2 separate regions of the Mus musculus genome follow, and region 1 is linked to region 2. The links are chromatin contacts, called in public promoter capture Hi-C maps. All regions are on one chromosome and are shown on one strand. Each heading gives the region's core, a stretch centred on a gene start, on an enhancer-like site or on the middle of the called end of the contact. The rest is flanking DNA. Distances are from core to core; before and after follow the strand shown. Region 1 holds the start of St7 (suppression of tumorigenicity 7). Region 2 overlaps Mdfic (MyoD family inhibitor domain containing).

What was found. Promoter capture Hi-C pulls out the DNA fragments that hold promoters and counts their contacts.
Region 1: a contact with region 2 is called in a promoter capture Hi-C map of liver, with 2.8 times the contacts expected there. The contact joins the promoter of St7 here to the enhancer-like site in region 2. A contact is called at or near these places in 2 of 39 promoter capture datasets (both in liver) and 1 of 9 other capture datasets (adipose tissue).

Annotation. Positions count from the first base shown.
Region 1 is chr6:17,692,408-17,695,350 of GRCm38.p6, forward strand. It overlaps St7 (suppression of tumorigenicity 7), which reads left to right and starts at 1,587. Exons shown (of 16, transcript NM_001289624.1): 1 at 1,587-1,955. The coding sequence starts at 1,805.
Region 2 is chr6:15,729,274-15,732,087 of GRCm38.p6, forward strand. The region is part of intron 2 of Mdfic (MyoD family inhibitor domain containing); the gene reads left to right. Among named protein-coding and RNA genes, the nearest start is that of Mdfic, 10 kb to the left of the region's middle. Within about 2 kb of position 1,523, at least 95 of the 459 cell types and tissues checked have an H3K27ac peak or open chromatin away from gene starts, as enhancers often do. A contact at or near this core is called in adipose tissue and liver, where this site is marked.

The DNA.
Region 1 (2,943 bases), core at 337-2,836, 2.0 Mb after region 2:
TCTAGTTCTATGGTCTCCAGGTTCTTGAATGGTACTCACACACACTGAAGGTGAACATTCCCCATCAAATGTGCTCACACTCACTTCTCAGTCTCTTCTGGAAAGACCCTCGCAGGCAATCCCCAAACCACTCCTTAGTGCAATTGAGTTTGCCACCTGGAACTGTCACAAACAGGCCCCACATCTACAAATTAACTCAGCCTGTTTTACTATGGAAGAAACTACAAGTCCTTGTAGGAGCAGAAAGGTGTAACACCTCTCCACACCCACTGTAAGGGCCGCAGCCAACACTCCCATATATCAGGATGCAAAAGAAAAAGCATGATAAATGAAGCCTGAAAGAATTTGAGAAACCTCTTTTCGTTCAGGTAATAACGTGAAGGTGACAGGCTGAGGGGAAAGGTCTCGCAAAGCCGGCATGTCCACATTCTTGGCCTCTCCCTAACATTCTTTCTTCTGGAGGTTTTTGAGGTAGAGTGTCCTGGAATGAGGGGCTTCAAAGGAGGAGGGGGAAGGGAGAAAAGATCGAGCTTTCCATGTTTTATAGTTTAGTCTGAGGGAGATGCATTCTGATTTCTACAATGCACCTTGAAGTAGGGGAATTTTGGTTTCCGGGAACTGGCTTTGCTTTGGGGGACACACAAGGTATGAAAAAAGGACAGGAGCTCAGAGACACCTTGCTTCTGAGGCCTTTCCAATTCCCTTCCATTCAAGGCAGCCAGCACGCCAGCACAAGGTGTCCCATTTTGAGGTAATGCATTCTGAGCTTAATCATGAGCAATATAAAAATTATAATAAGGTAAGCTGTTCAGTGATGAATTTTAATGTCTTGGTTATAGTTGGGAAAGTCTGCGTTTGCTTCATTTAACATTGAATACATTAAAAGTCAAGAAACAGACTCGGAGCTAGCACCTAAAGCCTTGTGTAAAATATACTATTTTATTTAACCGTGGGAAAATGTTCATAATGTGGTTTTATTTTTATTCATTTTTCATTAGGTTCTGATGAAGTACGCCAAAGTTAAACTAGGGAATTGCTTATATGTTAAAAACAAAAACAAAACGAGTAAAGACTTGTTTGAATGGCGATCACTTGGAAAATAGGAAGAAAAAGAAATACGTATGTTGTCAGTTTCTCTGGAAAACCCTTCACCGTGCTGTTTGGGAAAAACAAAACAAATAGCAGAAGCTAGTACAAAGGGAACCAAAATTTCTCTTCAGGCCTAATGAGCAGGAGTGCATCTCTTCTAGCTCGTCTGGATTTCATTGATACCTTTAAGCCCCAGTCCTGGGAGACACAGCTTTAAGACTCCTGGAAACCTTGTTTACGTCCTGGAAATCTTGATTGCAACCGAATTCTGACTCCACTTTAAGGTAGACCTAGGAACGCTTTGGGCCTCAGTTTCCCTCCGTCTATCACCCCAGGACCTGGCAACTGTTGCAGGCTCCCCCCCCAGACATTACAAAGTGTGTGGAGCACGCCCGGCTCTCGGAAGCGCTCTACACCCGCGAGCTGTTACGTCAGTGGGTCCCTCGGCGGCGCCCGGGCTGTCCTCCTAAAATACTAGTACAAGAAGTATAAATGGCCCGGGAGAGTGCAGGGACCGGGCCCACGTGACCGCTCCACGAAGGCCACCGGCGGGGGCTCGGAGCGCAGGCCGCGCGCTTTCCCGCCGCATCCGGGCGCCGGGCGAGCTCCGGGGACGCCGGGCCCTGGCGGCGGCGGCGGCTCGAGCCGTGCCTCGGGCGGGTGAATCATCCCGGCCGACAGCGAGCGCCGCGGCGGCCCGTAGCAGCGCCGGAAGATGGCCGAGGCGGGCGCGGGCTTCCTGGAGCAGCTCAAGTCCTGCATCGTGTGGTCGTGGACCTATCTGTGGACCGTGTGGTTCTTCCTCGTGCTCTTCCTGGTCTACATCCTGAGGGTGCCCCTGAGGATCAACGACAACCTGAGCACAGGTCAGGCCCGGCCCGGCCCGGCCCGGCTCCGCTCGGCCGCCCCTCCCCCGCCCCGGGAAAGTTAGTGCAAAGTCGCGCGGCGGGGTCGCGGCCGGCGGGGACGCGCGCTCCGGGACGCGCCGCCTCAGGTGGCCGCCGCAGCCCCGCGGCCTTCGCGAGTCCCACCCCCACCCCCGCGCGCGGAGTGTCCCCTTCCGTCCCCGCGGGTCCCCGCCGAGCCCCGGGAGCTCGCGAGTCTCGCCGGCGCTCGAGCGTCCGAACCGCGCCGAGGAGGCATGTCCTGCTCCCGGCTGCGCCGCCAGGGCCCACGCATGGCTCGGGCCGAGGGCGCGCGCGAGTGGAGAGAGAGCCTTGTCCCGGAGGGTGTCGCTGTGGTGTGGACGGGGAGGGCATGTCCGTAGGTCCCTCTAGGAGCGTGGATGACGTGTCAGGTCACCCAACGGAATGTCGAGGGGACACGCGGACCGCGCGCGGGGAATCTGGAATGTCTGACGTCCCCAGCTGAAGTTGTCCTGTTCTCGGCTGAGCCCTCTCTAAAGCGCGCGGGGCTAAACAAGTGTGCATGTATGTGGTGACTGTGGTCCTGATAAACTTGCAGCAGGCCACCCCAGATGTTAAAAACCAAGGAGGGCAAACTTAGGCTAAGGACACCCCAGAGACAATTCAGAAACAAAATGCACGTTGAAGGAAGGCTTACAGCCCTTTGAGTCTGCAAATTTTATTGCACACTACGCTGGGAAGTCTTTACAGTTCTGACTTATTTACAGACATAGATACACATTCACATATATCTGTCTTCTGTTATTTTAATTTGCATTGTCTACAATACCAAGGTTGGAAATGAATTTCCCATGACCATAACTGGAAATGGAGGACCAGTGGGAAGTGGACCCTTTTAGATGCTTGCCACAATGTACTCATTTTGTTTAACATTATAAACCTCCTTTAATGTGAACCTGTTGCTGACTATGTTTGTTTCATAGTATCC
Region 2 (2,814 bases), core at 273-2,772:
GATGTGAGATCTGCTAAAGGGAATTGCAATCCTTGTTTACATACCACTGGAAGATTACAACAAGAATATGTGACAGACTAGTTGATACCAGCTTTCAATATGGTGGTTGTGGTCTAGTTTTGGAGCTTCTCAGAAATTGTAGTGATTGGGACAGACTCTTAGGGTGATAGGAGGAGTTTGGTTTTGTTGGGCTTGTGTTGCTGGTGACATCAGTTGAAGAATGCATGACCACAGATCTTAAGCTTTATTTCTTTACTCCTTTATGTTGGTTTGAATTTGTGCAGCGTTGACACTCAAAATGAGGTTAACTCATGATAGAGCAGGTGTCAGAAACTCTGTTTTTGTTTTTCGAGACAGGGTTTCTTTGTATAGCCCTGGCTGTCCTGGAACTCACTTTGTAGACCAGGCTGGCCTCGAACTCAGAAATCCGCCTGCCTCTGCCTCCCGAGTGCTGGGATTAAAGGTGTGTGCCACCACGAGTCAGGTGGCAGAGGATCAGGAGCCAGCTCTGCCTTCTTTCCCCAAAGCATAGCTCTCCTCATGTTTCATGATGGGGCAGCTTCTGACCTTTAGGGCGTTTATGAATATAAACCTGGTTTCTTATTTTACTCAAGTTATAAGCACAATCCTTAGTAAGTCCTTTTTTTCTGAAAGGTTTCATATCACTTTTCAGTAAGAAGTAAGATAAATTATCAAGCACAGGAATACAGCAAAGGAGCTCTTGGCCAGAGTACAATGTGAAAAGCATTTCTTTTTGTTTGTTTGCTTAGCAAACAAGTGTTTAATATAATTTTCACATGAAACATATAAAACCAAATAGCATAATCTGAGAACAGAAAATACAGTTTCTGGGTAATTCTTGATCTAAAGAACACTGTGTTGAGTTTTTCTGAAAGGAAAGTACTCCTTGGGAAGGAAACAGATAGGCAGTCTGTCCGTGAATGAAGATTTATAAGAAGGTGGGAGGGCTCTCCTAATGAGCAGAAATGGTAACTGATTAATGTTTAAGACACAAGGAAAACTGGAAAATAAAAGTTACACATGGTTCTGTTTCTACTGTTGCCCAAGATGTGGACTTCAGTAGGGAAATAGGCAGGAAGCACCGAAGACTGTGAGGGACTTGGGAAATCACTGTATTTCCTTTGTAAGGATGTTAGGCCTGTCAGGATATCTAAGATAAGGGAGCTGTTCAGAGTCATCCTGCAGCTGCAGAATGGGTGAAAGGGAAAGAGATGACAGAGATGGTAGAGCTACATCACACTGGGATGGTGGGCTTAAAGGAGAATTGAACAAATGTCGCATCCCAGAGGTAGGGCTGAGAGTGTCCCAAAGCTGAGTTAGGGGATGAGAACTAGGAGAGGCTCTACATTCTGGCTTTAAATCAAATCTCTTATCAATCATTCGGCAGTGTAAGAAATCAATGTCAGTATAATTTTAACTCATACATCATTATTCTGTTTGTGTCCTTACCACAACTTGTAATGGCCTGCTCTGCTCCTCTTTTTTTATTTACTTCAAAGTCAGAGTCTTGAGCTTTGCAATGCTGTTACAGATTAAACAACCCCCTTGGCTCATTATTGAGTCCCGGTGCCCTTCATTCTTGTAAAAGTGCCAAATAAGGGTTCATTGCTTGGCCAGAGAACCAGAAAAGGAATTTAGTCCTGATCAAATCACTGAGAGCTAACAGAAAAGTGTTTAAGGCTGAGACCACTGAAAGAGGGCTTCTAAAGTACATTATGTGCGTGAACAAAAATGTCACACCTAAACCCACGATGGAGTCTGAGCACTACACACTAATAATTTTAGAAGGAAGAGGTAAAGAAAAGAAAGGGGAGCTAGACAAGATTAAAGATGAGGACATCATCCTTCTGGCATAGGGGAAGGTGGAAGAGGTCAAGTTCATTCTACATGGTGTTCAGAGACAGCTAAGTAAGGAAGCTACCGTGGACACCGTGTGTGGATTTCAGCAGTCAGTAACAGAGAATGCTTTCCCAACATTCAATCTTCTAGGTAAGCTTAAGTAAGACCACTGTGTCCACAAAGTCAACTAGAGTGCAAATCCAGAGAATGAATTGAGGTAGTTATCACAGGGGAGAGAGAAAAGGAGACGTTTTAAAAGACATGGCAGTCACATAAGGCAAGGATAAACATTTATGTAGATCTGTTTGCTTGTCAACTTTGTAAAAAAAAAAAAAAAAAAAACTAAAGCAAACCAATCAAAGTGATGTGAGTAGCGATGTCAGCTCGGCATGGTGGAGCTCTTGGAATAGAAGTGATCGTAGCTGTAGCTTTGCTCTTCTTCTGCTCTAGCACATTCCTTTCTCCTGAAGGACCAACGTCTGGCTCTCTTGCCAGTTCTTGGGGGATGGTGAGTATTGGATGTTTTCGTCTGAGTTCCTGTCACGAGTAATTCTGGAAGCTGCTAAGACAAGAATGCTACATTCCATGAATCTTTGAATGTTTGGCTATAGGGTGAGTGTTCCTGGTTGAGAAAATATTGCTAAACTTGAGAATTCCAAGACTCAGGATCAGGTGACTTAAAAGTACATTCACCAGCTTAGGAGCGTAAAGGTACTAGAGATTAAGATGTTGTCTTTCCCTTCCCAAATTTCTTTCTAATCCTCCTACCCCCCAGCCCTTTCCCCACTCTCGCCTCTTTTAAACATGGACAGTGTACTATCCTTCTCTCCCTCTCTGATTTACTACCACGTATTTTAAACCACCAATGCATTTTATACCTTTCTTAATGTTCATACTCAATCACGTACTTCTATTTTTGTAAATATTTCCGTTTTGCTTATGCACATTTTCCTT